2 separate regions of the Sus scrofa genome follow, and region 1 is linked to region 2. Evidence: chromatin contacts called from public promoter capture Hi-C data. All regions are on one chromosome and are shown on one strand. Each heading gives the region's core, a stretch centred on a gene start, on an enhancer-like site or on the middle of the called end of the contact. The rest is flanking DNA. Distances are from core to core; before and after follow the strand shown. Region 1 holds the start of TLE6 (transducin-like enhancer protein 6). Region 2 holds the start of NCLN (nicalin).

Region 1 (6,908 bases), core at 2,431-4,930, 160 kb after region 2:
TTTTTTTCCTTCTGCTTTTTTTAGGGCCGCACCTTTGGCATATAGAAGTTCCCAGGCTGGGGACTGAAGCAATCAGAGCTGCAGCTGCTGGCCGACACCACAGCCACAGCAATGCGGGATCCAAGCTGAGTCTGCAACCTACACCACAGCTCATGGCAATGCAGGATCCTTGGCCCACTGAGTGAGGCCAGGGATCAAACCCACATCCTCTTGGATACCAGTTGGGTTTGTAACCTGCTGAGCCACAACAGGAACTCCCACCTTAGCTCAAAATCTTTACTCACTTTCACCCCTTCACCTTCTGTGTTTTTTTTTTTTTTTCCGTATTTTTGTCTTTTTGGGGCCACATCCCACATCTGTGGGATCTGAGCCACGTCTATGACCTGCACCACAGCTCACGGCAACACCAGATCCTTAACCCACTGAGCGAGGTCAGGGATTGAACCCGCATCCTCATGGATACTAATCATTAACCAATGAGCCACGAATGGGATCTCCTTCTGCTTTCTTGATGCTGATATTTTGTGACTCTCATTTCCCTGTTTGCTTATCTGTTTCTCTCCTTCCTTTAGAGCTGACTGGTCCAGTGAAGTAGCCACTAGTCAAGTGTGGCTCTAACTTTTGATCAAGTTAAATTCAGCTCCTTACCAGTGCTTAGGAGCCACATGTGGCTAGTGGGTGCCATATGGGACCCTGTTGATAGAGAACATTTCTATCTTCATGGAAAGTTCTAGAAGACAGCACACACTAGGACATACACTTTTGAAGGACAGGGACTCCAGTCATGTCTTATACTCCTGACTCACTGAGCCAAAGAAATATCTCCTTAATTTAAATATGCAATTACTTGTTTTCCATATTTTATTAAGAAAAACTCACAGGAAGCTTGGGCTCAGTGAGTTGCCTCAGTTGTCTAAAGTAAGCAAAGTAGAGGAGCAGGTGTCCCCAAAGCTGACTCCTGAGGCCAAACAGAACAGCCCTTTCCCTTTCCAGGAGAGGAGCTGCCTGATGGGGGTGGGCGGAGGGGCGGGGCTCACCAGGTAGTAAGCGCTGTTCATCTGTGATGTCAAGTGAGTGGGGAACCTGCCAAGAAAGACAGACCAGATTCCTCAAAACCCTTCCCCAGCATGAGCCCTGTCCCCAGCCCCCTAGCAGGGCTGTTTCAGGAAGTGAGCTAGTCCCTTCTAGGTGCCATTTCTTTTTTTTTTTTTCCGGCTGTCCCAGGGCATATGGAGTTCCCCCAGGCCAGGGATCAAATCTAAGCTGCAGCTGCGACAAGGCTGGATCCTTAAACCACTGTGCTGAGCTGGGGCTCAGACCTGCGTCCCTGTGCTCCCAAGATGCTGGCCATCCTGATGCGCCACAGCAGGAACTCCCCCCCCCCTTTTTTTTTTTTTTTTTTTTTTGGTGCCACGTTGAAGGCAGTGTCAAGATGAATCTGGTTTTCATGTTCTTTTTTTTGGCTACATGTGGCATGTGGAAGTTCCCAGGCCAGGGATCGAACCAGTGCCGCATTGGTTACAACATTGGATCCTCAACTGCTGAGCCATCAGGGGAACTCCTTAATGCATTTTGTTTGTTTTTTTCCCTTCCTTTTTAGGGCTGCACCTGCATTACAGCACATGGAATTTCCCAGATTAGGGGTTGAATCCGAGCTGCAGCTGCTGGCCTACACCACAGCCACAGCGACACCAGATCCGAGCCACAGTTCATGCAATGCAGGATCTTTAACTCACTGAGCGAAGCCAGGGATCCAACCTGCATTCGCATGGATAACAGTCGGGCTCATTACCGCTGAGCCACAATGGGAACTCCTTCAAATATACAATTGAATGCAAGCAAATTCACACTAAATGACAAAATAAATCAAACATTTAAATGCAAGCCAGGTTGGTTTTTACCGGTTTTCCTTCCTTTTTGCTTCGGCCTCCAATATGCTTCCTCCCCCCACTCCCTTCCTTTTAATTGTTCTGACTTTTAGGCCAATGAGACACCAAGTGGGATTTTTTTCCTCAGTGGGACTTGGGGCCACAGCCAGGCTCCAGCTGCCGAGAATGGCCCTCACCTGGGGAACTGCTGCTTGAGTTGATCCAGAACCTCCTGGTAGTTCAGGGCTGGAAGGCTGGCCTCAGGATGAGCCTGGAGAGATTGAAAGAGGGATAAACAAGACCCACAGGCTCCCAGTATCCCAGCAATCAGGTCATCAGTTCCCAGGAGGGAGGGGTGGGACTTCCTGAGACCTGAAGATAACTGGCTTGCTCTCTTATTACTTAAGTACCCACAGGCATCTTCCATTTTGCTTCTTGGCCTAAAGTTGAAAATATTTACTCTCTGGCCCTTTAGAGAAGTTTGCCTGCCCCCGGCCTAAGCTTAGAAATAGTCTTTTAGGAAGGAATGGGGGGAGGTTTTTTTTTTTTTTTTTTTTTTGGTTCATAAAATATTAACTGAGGATTTCTCATTGTGGTGCAGAGGAAAGGAATCTGACTAGTATCCGTGAGGATTTGGGTTCGATCTCTGGCCTTGCTCAGTGGGTTAAGGATCTGGCATTGCCATGAGCTGAGGTGTAGGTGGCGGACTCAGCTTGGATCCTGTGTTTTTGTGGCTATGGCTGCAATGTAGGCCAGCAGCTGCAGCTCCGATTGGACCCATAGCCTGGGGACCTCCATATGTCATGGGTTCAGCCCTAAAAGGACTAAATAAATAAATATCTTAAACCATGATGGGTTGGTGTCCCCAGCTTAAGGCCTGGCAAGACAGGCCTACATCTCTTCCTCTCTCAGGAGCAGGAGAACTAGATTTGAGCCCAGCCCCCAACCTCTTACCCCCTCTCCCCCAGGGGCTAATGCCAAGCCAGGCCCTCCTCACCAAAGTTCCTGGAGGCCTCACCATCTTTTGAAGGTGCTCGTGGGGGCTGCGATGGCCCCGAGAGGTCATCTTCAGGCAGAAGTCACAAAGACTTTAGCCAGGGACTCTAATAAAAGTAACAAGACAGAAGATCATGAACACAGAAGGCTGGGCAGTGGCAGGGACAGAAGCAGCTCTACCCCACCCTCGGCCTCCCACCCACCCCTGCCAGGACCCAGTCCTGAGTCCCCAGTCCCCTCCCTGCCTGCGGTATTCCACAGCATTCCCTACATCCTACATTCACTCATCTACCCCGCTGTTGCTTCCAGCTGTGTTAATTAGTGATGGGGACCCTAGGACCTCACCTTATGAGGTGGTGGGGGGGGTATGGTTCTGAACACCTACACACCCCGCCAGGAGCAGTCAGGGTGGGAGGAAACCCAGAGAAGGATGCCAAAGCTCAATCTTAGTTTTGAGACAACTTCTTAAAGTACGGGAGAACATAATTTGGAAAGGGGTTTTGACGGATGAGTAAGAGTTGGCCAGGTGCATTAGGAGAAATTTCTCAGGAGGAAAGAGACTTCGCTCTACTCCAATCACTCCTGTAGCAGCAAGCCTAACCCTTCTTCACTTCGCTTCTACCCCTCAGCATCCCTCCAGCCTCCTCCCCAGCCCAGGGACCCTGAGGTCCTCCAGGAGACCGGCGGGTCTACTCGCCTCCCTCAAGATCGTGGCCCGTGAGGTGCCAGGAAGATGCCGCGAGGGTCGGCCAAGTTCAGGCAGACTGGAAGCGCCTCCTCCCATCCCCCGGGGCCAATTGACCCATCGGGCCCCACCCCGGCCCGCCCCAGCCCCGCCCCGGCCCGCAGCCACCTGAACCGGGAAGCTGGTCAATGAGCAGGGAGCAGCTGCACGTGGGCTCAGGCTCCGCGGGCGGCTGCTGGCGGCGCTGGCCAATGGCTAGGCTGCTTTCCCACGTGGGTCTCGGTCGCCGTCGCTGATTGGTCGGCTCTCCCCAGCCGCCGGCCGGACTGTCAATCAGCGCGCCCGGCGCCGCAGCTTAACCCTCGCGGTCCCGCTGCAGGAAAGGGTTGCTTGCAGAGTCAAGGTAGTTTGGGGTTCAGGCTGGAGTAAAGATATTTAGAAGGACAAGGGGTTTGGGGGTCTGAGAGGGTAGAACTTGGGGAGGGCCTGGGAGGCTTGTAGTTGCCTTGTTTGGTGAGAAGCCTTATAATTTTTTCGTCTTACCCAGGAGTGACTCGTGGCTGGGAGGCGGGGGTGGGGTGGGGCGCTGAGAGTGGAAGTGGGGGGATCTTAGGTAGGGCAGTCTCGCTCTAGTCCTTAGATACGCACTAAGACCCTTTTCCTCAATATTAAAAAACTGAACTTTTTTAGTTCCAGGCTTCCCAGGAGCCAAACCCAGGGCTGTGCATTTTATCAGCGAATTTTCCCTGCTGCTCTTCAAGCCCAGGGACAGAGGCTCTGAGAATCTGAGAACCAAAAGCTGGAGCTGCAAAGGCCTTGGGACTATTGGCCTAGTTCAGCTCTCTCAGGTTCAAGGCCAAGAGAGAAAGAGTGGTGGGTACTCTAGGCCTGGGGTGATGTCAGACTTAGGGGTGGGGTGTGTGGAGGGATTCTGAGATGTGAAGCCGTTAGTCCAGAGTTTGGGGTGAGACGCCAAGTTTGTGCCCACCCCAGAGCCTTTACACTGGCTCTTCTCCCCTGGGCCAGAGAGGGTCTCTCCCCTGACTGCCACTGACTGGATCCCTCACCTTCAGCTCTGGGTCAGAGGTCACCACCTTAGGGAGGCCTCCATTCTCCCTTTCTTATTTTTCTCCAAATCTGTTTTATATTGGAGCTAATCTTGTAATCTCCATGGCCCTAAACCCTGTTGTGTTCAAAATTCACAGAATGCTGATGGGGATTCTTATACCTGCCTGCACCTGGAGGGGGTGGGAAGGATGCTGGCTTGGGATCCACACAAACCGGAGAAATCTCCCCCACAACCCCATCTTGTGCTTTGTGGGGGGTGAGGAGTGTGTAAGGGAAATAGGCCACTGAGGGTTCAGATCTTGGGATGTGCAGCCCCTAGGGGTTATGATGTAAACACACAAATTGGGTTTTGTGGCTTATCTATGGAGAAGAAAGTGAGGGCTGCCACGGATTGGCGGCAACTAAAGGTTTTCGCCCTTGATCCCTCCACTGGCCCTCAATTGAAGTGTATTATATTTATGGTCCAGTCTGCTGCTAATTGCCTCTCCCTGTGTGCTCCCCTCCTCTCCATGGTTGTCGTTGGTCAGCTGGACACACCAGTTTATCCGAGGCTGTCTTGTCTCCTAGGGTATCTGCTGGATACCTGTGGTTATTTAAATTAAAATGAATTAAAATGAAATAAAACTTAAAAGTCAGTTCCTCGGGCACACTGGCCCAAAGAATGTCAATTGCTCAGTAGCCACATGTGGCTAGGGATAACCATCCCCACTGCAGATCTAGAACCTTCCCATTACCTTCCCATTGCCAGTGAGAGCAGAACCAGATCTGAGGTTCTTTTTTGGCCAGACCCAAGGCATATAGAAGTTCCCAGCCAGGGATCAAATCCCAGTCTCAGCTGAGAATCCTTAACCTCCTATGCCACCGCGGGATCTCCCTGAGGGTCTTAAAAAAGAAAAAAATCCTAGGTCCCTCTGGAAATCAGAAGCATTTTAGAGTAGCTACTCTGTCTCCACTTGTGGGATGTCCCTGAGCATGGGGTTGGGGTCACATTTGCCATTTTGGCTGATGTGGCTCCTTCTGCTTCTTCCTTTCACTGTCCCCTGCTTGCTCCAGCCTGGCCAGCAGGGACACAGCCTCCTTGAGCACTCAGAAAGGGGGCAGATGACACAGCTCCTTGGGAAGGAGGAAGCTAAGATTTCTTTCTTGGTTCTCGAGTTGTTGTGGTTTACTTGGAATCCAAGGTTTGGATGAAAGTTGGAGAGAAAAAGTCTTTGCATTTCCAAAGCTCTTTCATTCCCCTGGGCCCACCCCGGAGACCTCAGACCCTGCTGCTCAGAGGCCCCAGGATCACTTGGGTTGGGTGTGGACCAGGAAGGGGGCTCAAGAGCCCAGGGTGGGGAGGGGGCTGTGGAGTGACCACAGAGAGGTGACAGCTGGGAGGTAGTGACAGGTTTCAATGCCACCCCCTCATACACGTTCTCTCTTTCATCCCCAGAACCTCCCAGTGGGCCACGTGGGCCACAGACAATAGCCAAGTGACAACAGTGCAGGTGAAGCTGCCGAAAGGCTGGAGGTAGAGGGTGTGTGTTTCCAGGCAACAGATGAATGACCAAGAAACTGCAAGCCAGAGACCCTCCAGAGATGCTGGCCGGGCTGGGAGTTGCCCAAGGACCCTAGGCCCCCAGCTGGCCCTGCTCCCAGCCACCACATGAACTTAGCCTGGCCCCAGGAAAAGTGAATTGATTGAATTACCCGGCATTGATTGAGGTTTGCTTTCTGCCACCTGGTGGAAAGAGGTTCGCATTCCTTTCCTGCATTCCCTTCTGGGCGCCTGCTGTAACAACCACAAACCTGGGGAGCTTAAAACAACAGAAATGTATTCTTTCCCATTCTGGAGGCGGGAAGTCCAAAGTCCAAAGTCAAGGCTTTGGCCAGCAAGGCTCTGCTCCCTCTGAAGTTCTTCAGGAGAGCATCCTTCCTGCTCTTCCAGTTTTTGGTGGTGCGGGTGGCCTTGGTTTGCAGATGTGTCACCCCAGTCTCTGCCTCTGTCCTCACATGGCCATCTGTGTGTGTCCAAAGGTCCCTTTTCTTTTTTTGTCTTTTGTCTTTTCAGGGCCATACTTGTGGCATATGGAGGTTCCCAGGCCAGGGATTGAATCGTAGCTATAGCTGCCAGCCTACGCCACAGCTCACAACAACGCCAGATCCTTAACTCACTGAGCGGTGCCAGGGATCAAACCCACGCTGTCATGAATATTAGTTGGGTTTGTTAACCACTGAGCCACGACAGGAACTCCCTTTTTTGTTTTGTTTTGTTTCTACAGCCACTCCTGTGGCATATGGAGTTTCTC
Region 2 (7,525 bases), core at 366-2,865:
GACCCGTAGGTTGACAATCATTGCACTAAACAGAAATGACATAACTCTGGGACAGGGAAGGATCTGAGAGAAAGTCCCAAGAAACCGGGGCCCCTCAAGGGCCCGGCAGTGGCAGGGGGTCCAGGCTGGGCCTAAGGTCCCAATTGCAGGGGCAAGTCCAATAGAACCAGGGCTCAGAGATGAACCAGGACCAGGAGGAATGGGGAGGGGGTTTCCTCATAGGGAGGGCAGGCGTTAACTTGTGGGGACCTAAGACACCAGGCCGGAAGGTTCTGGAACACCAGATACAGCAAAGCTGGGAAAAGAGAGGGGAATTTAAAATGAGCTGGGCAACGAGGTCTGAGAGATGAGGGAACAGGGCTGGGGAGTAGGATCTAGGCCTCTGCGTCTGAAATCCTGGGAAGGAGCGGGAGTGTCCCAGGAAGCCGACAGATGGGTATGCACCAAAGGAGAGAACAAAATATGGGGTCTAGGAGATTTCAGGAGCCCAAACACAAGGGACTGAAAGGGGGTGGGGGCGGAGGGATTAGCTAAGCCCTTCTGAGGAACCTGACACATAAGCTGCGACCAGGAAGCAGAGCCTAGGAGAGAGAGACCTGGACACCGGGCCACGCTGAGGTTGGCGATCAGAGCTCTTGAGCCCTAAGGGGGGCAGAATGTGGGCACTGGACAAAGAGCACCAGGGTGCTCTGGGCTATGGATGGTTGGGAAGCTCAGCCTGGCAGAACCGAGCTGAGAGGCTCCAGTCCAAGTCAAGTAGGTCAAAGGTTGGAGCTCTGGTCCACGTGGGAATCAGAGAGAGAGGGGACCCAGGAGTCCAAACGCAGGAGGAGCCTGGCCTGAGAGTAAGAGCTCTGACTTCTGGAGCATATAGCCCTTGTCGGGGCCGGGGAGCTGGGAGTGCCAGTGCAGCAGGTTCCTGGGGCATTAGGCAGAGAGAGCTGGGGGCCTAGCGTGGATCTAGGTGTTCAGGCTCTGACTTGCCAGGGGTCTTGGGTAAGAGTCTAGAGACCAAGTGAGGTCTGCGCTTGGACTCCTGCTAGACAGGTGGGAGAGACGGGTCCTAGGGCCCGAAGAGCAGAGACCAAACCAAGGGAGAGAGGTATCCCGGCTGGAGTAGGCCAGGGCCCCAGTAAAGGGGGAGTCTGAGTGGGAAAGCAGGTTGGGGTAGGCAAAGCCGGGGTAGGCCAGGGGCCCAGGAGGAGAGCCGGACTCCGTGGGGAGATGAGGGGCCCGGGTCCACGTACCATAGGGCTGTCCCTGCAGGTCGTACTGCTGCATGCGGTACACGGTAAACTCGTGCGCCGCGTCGGCGGCTGGCAGCGGCGGCGCCACGAGCAGCAGCACGGCGGGCAGGAAAACGATGAAGCCAAGTGGCAGGCACGACGCCTTCAGCATGTTCTCCAGCACCTCGCCCGCTTCCTCCAACATCCTGGCCGGCGGCGGGGCCGCGCGGGGCGGCGGCGGGGACGGGACGGCGACAGCGGCGACTCCCGCGGACTCACCTCGGCATGGGTAGGCGCCGGGGTCCTGCGGGCGCCGTGCCGGGCAGCCTGCATCCGCTTCGGGGTCCTGAGGGCACCGCTGAGGGCTACATGCCCGCCGCCCTGCCGACTGGAAGTTGTAGTTCTCCAGGCGCGCGCGGAGGCATCTGGGAATCGTAGGCCCATTCCGTTACTTCCAGATGGCGAAGGGTGAAGGGGACCGTTTGGCTAAAGTTTCACATAAACTCCAAGCCAGAAGCTACAGAGACTTTAAAAATGCTATTAGCAGTGGAACTTACTGAAATTCTGCTTTACTTTGGGAAAAGAGGAGGGAAGGGGGTGTGTTGCAGGATGTGACCTCGCGACCCGGAAGTAAGTTTGGAAGCAATTGGGGACGGGGGGCGGGGGGGAGTGGAACGTGATACTCTAGGTCTCCTGGGAATTGTAGTCTAATTGAGCAAGCGCAAGGGGTCATGGGAGCTGGAGTCTTTTAGACAGAAGTTGGAGAAAAATCACTTAAAATTCCCAAAGAATATAGATGTTAAACTACATAAGGACAAAGAATTTTGTCTGCTTTGTGCACTGATTTATACCTCATAACGTAACACAGGGTCTAGCACACAGTGGATGGTTTATATAATTTTTGGATAAATGAATGAAATAGAATAAAGAAATCCTGATAGAAGGTTCCTAAGGGATGTCGCAATGGATTGTGGGACTTGTAGTCAGGAGCCAGGCGTTGTGCCAAGATTGGAGAGATAATTATTTTGTGCTTATGCTTATTTATATTGGGGACATTCTCATATTAAAAAAAAAAAAAAGTTTAGTGTTAGAAATTCAAATTTCACTGGGTGTCTCAGATTTGTATTTTCTTATCTGGGCACCCTAAGAATCCAATTGTCTCAGGGTCCCTGGAGGCGTTGAAGAGCATTAGTAATTCACACCCTCTTGTACAGATGGGAAGACCGAGGCCACAGGGTGCAGAGCACACTGGCCCTAGCCCCCAGACTCTGATACTGTTGCCAAAGGAATTGGGCCCTCCCTCCTACCCAAGGGAGAAGTGGCAGTTATGCTGATTAATAGCATGGGTTCAAGTCCCAGCTCATCCACTTCCCAGGCTGTGTGACCTTGGGCATGTTGCTTCACCTCTCTGACCCTCTTTTTCCTCAGCTGCCAAATATGATCATCAAACACTCTTCTTGGGCTCCCCAGGGGTGTGTAAAGATTCAATAAGATAATCCACGTGAACCGACTTGGAAAAAGCAAGGCAGACGTGAAATGCTCAATAAGTGTTGGTATTAGGAGAAAGCACCAAGCTTGTGCAGCCTCAGAGCTGCTGCATCTGCTATCCCTGCGAAACACTCACGCCCCTCCCCCACCCCACCTTTCTGCATGGCTAGCTCCTTACTGAAATGATGGGCATCTCTTAGTTTGAGGCTTGTCAACCCTACCAAACTGTGACCGTTATGTGGGCAGGCACCAGGTTATTTTTCGCTGGAACTCCAGTGTCCAGAACAGAGCCTGACACACAGTGGTTGCGTGAGTGAATGAAAGAGTCATGAACACCCCAACACACCAGCCCAGCCCTCCCAGCTATGTCCCCTGCTTCTGGCCATCCCGAGGCCTCTCCAGGGAGGTCCTAGGCACCAGGAGTAATGAGCGGCCCGGTAGGGCTGGGAAAGGGATGAGAACTCATTCTGGCCCACATAATCCTCAGCAGCAAATGTTTATTACCTGCTTCTCCATCCAACCCTATTCTTCCACTCCAGGCTATGAACAGGCAAGACATGCACATGCGTCTCTCACACACACGCACACACACACTCACCCAGAATTAGAGAAAGAAAACAGCCTGAACTTGGCTCAGATAGCAGGAATTCGACTCGAGAGCTGTTCATGCTGCCTCCTCTCCTGACCCTTGGTTTTTTCTGTCTGTAAAATAAGATTCAATTAATCCTGCTTTGTGGATATGAAACCTAGGACAGCCCAAAGGATGAAATGGAACATTTGTTCTGAGTTTTCCAAAGAGGGAAGGAACTGGTATTTATTCATTCATTCATTCATCAAAGAGGCAGTAACAAGCAGGGATCAAGAAGTCACCTGCCTGGGTTTGACTCCCATCTCTGCCTCTTCCCAGCTGTGTGACTTTGTGTAAGTTATCTAACCTCTCTGGGCATTGGTTTCACCATCTGCAAACTGAAGTTAATGATGATGTCTGCCTCCTGGAGGTTTTGCAAGAATTAAATGAGTTAATACAAAAGTGACAAGAATATTGTTGAGTGATATATAAGGCTTTGTTGTTATTTGTCATTTAAAAACATACACATAATAGTTTGAGGGCCTTTATACTCCTTGCTTATCAATATCCCTGGACGGCAGGGGATATCAATATCCTCATTTTACAGATGAGGAAACTGAAGCCTGTAGTGTGTGGCAGAGCTGGAGAATGGAAATGAGTTACAGACACCTGAGCCACCTAACGAGCAGAAGTCAGGATTCATGGGGACAGTGCCACCACAGTCAGGGAGGTGGGTTGAGAATAAGGAAGGGGAGAGGCTTCCAAGGCTCAGTGGAAGGAGTGCTGCTGAGTCCAGTTCTCTCAGAGCCCCAGATCATGGAGCACCTACTGTCCGCTGGGCCCTGTGCTGACCTAGACACTGTCACTATTTCCACTCTCACAGAGCCCAAAGTCCAGGGGAGAAGGTGGATGTGTGACCAGGGGGTGATTGGAGCTATGATGGGGATGCACAGGCAGCTGTAGGAGCCCAGAAGAGGGCTAGAGAGGAGGAAAAATCAAGGAGACTTCCTGGAGGAGGTGATGTTAAAGTTGAGAACTGAAGGATGGTCAGGGCAAGTGCCAGGCAGACCACTCTAGTGGGAGCAACAAAGGCAGGTGCAAAGGCCCCAGACAGAAGGTAGCAACAGGAGTTCCCATCGTGGTTCAGCGGAAACAAATGTGACTAGCATCCATGAGAATGCAGGTTCAATCCCTGGCCTTGCTCAGTGGATTAAGGATACAGCATTGCCGTGAGCTGTGGTGTAGGTTGCAGATGTGGTTCAGATCTGTTGTTGCCGTGGCTGTGGTGTAGGCCAGCAGCTACAGCTCCGATTGGACCCCAAGCTGGGAACTTCCATATGTTGAGGGTGCAGCCCTAAAATGAGACAAAAAAAAAAAAAAAAAGAGAGAAGGGAGCAACTAACAGTCCAACTCAGACACGGCAAAATATGACACGCCAGAGGGCAGAGGGGGCCACGGGACCAGCTTACACAGGCCTGGGATACAGGATTCAAGGAGGTCCAGACTTCACTCATGCCAGATTTCACCAAGACCCCACACCCTGCCTGCCACCGTCCCAGATAAACACACCAGGAGTCAGGTAAAGGTAAGAGGTACCTCAGCTTATTCTGCATCTGATATATGCTTGGAACTTTTTCCAGCCTGGCCAACAGAACTTTCTGTTCTGATGGTGGAAATGTCCTGTGTCTACACTGTCCAAAACAATAGCCACAAGCCACTAGTCCCATTGAGCACTTGAAATGTAGCTAGTGTGACCGAGGGTTACAGGCTGAATTGCGTTTCCCCCAAAAAATTCATGTCTTGAAATCCTAACCTCCTAAGACCTTATTTGGGAACTAGGATTGTTACAGGTATAATTAGTTAAGATGACTCACAATGGAATAGGGTGACCAAAGGGGAAATTTGGAGTTCCCATTGTGGCTCAGCAGGTTAAGAACTGGACATAGTGTCTACAAGGATTCGGGTTCGATCCCTGGCCTCCATCAGTGGTTAAGGATCTGGCGTTGCTGCAAGCTGTGGTGTAGGTCACAGATGCAGCTCAGATCTGGTGTTGCTGTGGTTGTGGCTTAGGCTAGCAGCTGTAGCTCTAGGCTGGAAACTTCCATATGCCACAGGTGCAGCCCTAAAAAAAAAAAATAAATGAAACGAAAAATTAAAAAAATAAAAAGGGGAAATTTAGACTCAGATGCGCATACAGGAAGAGTCCACGTGAAGATGGAGGCAGAGATGGGATGATGTGTCTCCAAGCCAAAGGACGTCAAAGATTGCCGGCAAAGCACCAGGATCTAGGAGAGAGGCCTGGCACAGTCCCTCCTCACGGTCCCAGAAGGAACCAACCTTGCCAGCACCTTGATCTCAGACTCCCAGCCTCCAGAACCAAGAGAGAATCAATGTGTTGTTGAAGCCCCCCCACACACACCCCGGTCTGTGGTATTTGGTATGGCAGCCCCGAGAAATGCACCAAGAAACTGAACTTTTAAAATACATTTTAATTCATTTTAAGTAGCCACATGTGGCTAATGCCTGCTTTCCTGGACAGCACAGGAAAATGCTTTCCCATCGCCGCATCCTCCATCCTGCAGAGGAGAATCGGAGGCCACTGTCTTGGCTGGGAGGATGAAGACAGAGAACTTCCTACCAGCCAAAGGTGGCTACATATGGAGGGTGAACCCCTACACTGTCCTGTACTGCTGCCTGGAGTCTCACGGGCCATTCAAATGCAAATGGAGTCCAAGTTCAGTTCTTCAGTAGCACTGGACATTTATCAAGGGCTCAGTAGCCATGTGGGGGTCCCATGCTGGATGGCACAGATGTAAACATTCCCTCCATCGATGGACATTTGGTTGCACACCCTGATGCCATGTGCTGCCGCAAGAGCCCTGAACGAGTAACTGACAGCCTCCTGTGGTGGGGGGGGTCTGTCCCCTATCAGCCCATTTTACAGATGGGGAAGGGTGAGGCAGTTAGTGCTAAAGGGAACTCTACAGGTGTGGGTGAGATTCCCTGAATGAGGCCAGGAGGGCCAGGCAGCTCCCCCTCTGCTGGCCCCCAGGCTGAGGCCCAAAAGATGCAGAGGCCAGAGGTGGGGGAAGGAGGCTGCCTGGAACCTAAGATGAGACATAAGGCAGGGAAAGGGGAAGTGAGCGAGAAGGGGCGGGTGTCAATGTCACAGCCCCCTCCTCCCCACTGCCTGGCAGCCTCCAGAAACACTCACCACACACCAACAGAGTGGATTGGTCACACACATGTGTATGGCAAGCTATGTCTGTGCACACACGGGCACATGAGCACATACCCATAGGCACAGCTTGTTCCGCCCTCAGCCTCTCTCACACACACACATACATCCCCCCCCCCATAGTCCACCACTTTCTGTCACAACCACACTTCCCAAGCACACGGACTCATGGCCCTCCTGGGCCCCCGACACAGCTCAAGCAGAACCACAGCCCTCATCCCGTCACCTGGGTGCCACCTGTGATTAAGGAGAAGCTTCAACATCTCATCCTCTCATTGACCTTCTGTTTTGTCTGGGCATGGACCCCATGGCCCAGTCCTTGCAGCCTGGGAGCCCCACTAAGGCCCAGAGAGGGGTTGGAACTGCCTCAGAATCACACGGGGGCAGGAACGCGGGGGGAGGGGCGCCATACACAACAACCTCATTCAACCCCATTCCAGGAAGCTCTTGGTTCCAAAGAGCAGTTGCCTCTCGCTCCCAGCAAACTGTGGGAAACGAGCTCTGCATCAGCAGCTGCAGGAGGCTTCGGGGAAGACCACGGGGCCCTGGAATGCACGTTCCCAGTTGCCCAATTCCTTCATCTCCACGCGGCAGGCGGGCCGCCTGCAGCTCCCCCGCGCGCCAGCGCGCACCGCGTGGATGGACCACCGCCCCAGCCATGGGCTCAGACGCTCCGCACGCTGGAGATGCTGGACAGAGGCTCCCGCATCCGGAAGCTGAGCGAGCGTGAGCCGCGAAAGCTGTCCCTTGGCCTCAGCGAGCTGTCGGTGTTGGAGGCTCCAGATTGAGCCTCCGCCGCCTGCGCCAGGCAGTCCCCAGGTCCTCGCAGGCCGAGCCGTAGACACGGGCAACAGAGGAAGCTCAGCACAGCCCGGCGCACGTCCCGGCTGCGGAAAGAGTAGATGAGCGGGTTGATGCCTGAGTTGAGCACAGCCAGCGTCAGAATCCACTCCATGCCCCGCAGGTACTCCTGGGCCCAGACGTTGGAGCCGAAGATGTCGGCCA

What was found. Promoter capture Hi-C pulls out the DNA fragments that hold promoters and counts their contacts.
Region 1: a promoter capture Hi-C map of skeletal muscle shows a contact between it and region 2, with 4 times the contacts expected there. The contact joins the promoter of TLE6 here to the promoter of NCLN in region 2. A contact is called at or near these places in 4 of 5 promoter capture datasets (fetal liver, liver and skeletal muscle), 22 of 47 Hi-C or Micro-C datasets (alveolar macrophages, blood, brain and 13 more) and 2 of 2 datasets of contacts at active chromatin or transcription factors (alveolar macrophages and skeletal muscle).

Annotation. Positions count from the first base shown.
Region 1 is chr2:75,546,996-75,553,903 of Sscrofa11.1, forward strand. It overlaps TLE6 (transducin-like enhancer protein 6), which reads right to left and starts at 3,681. Exons shown (of 15, transcript XM_021084155.1): 1 at 3,562-3,681; 2 at 2,866-2,971; 3 at 2,066-2,139; 4 at 1,038-1,083. The coding sequence starts at 2,934. It overlaps LOC110259369 (a long non-coding RNA gene), which reads left to right and starts at 3,724. Exons shown (of 5, transcript XR_002341701.1): 1 at 3,724-3,952; 2 at 4,240-4,422; 3 at 6,053-6,353.
Region 2 is chr2:75,388,986-75,396,510 of Sscrofa11.1, forward strand. NCLN (nicalin) reads right to left here and starts at 1,616. Exons shown (of 14, transcript XM_021084134.1): 1 at 1,248-1,616. The coding sequence starts at 1,431. It overlaps S1PR4 (sphingosine 1-phosphate receptor 4), which reads right to left. Exons shown (of 2, transcript XM_021084143.1): 2 at 5,752-7,525. The coding sequence ends at 7,185.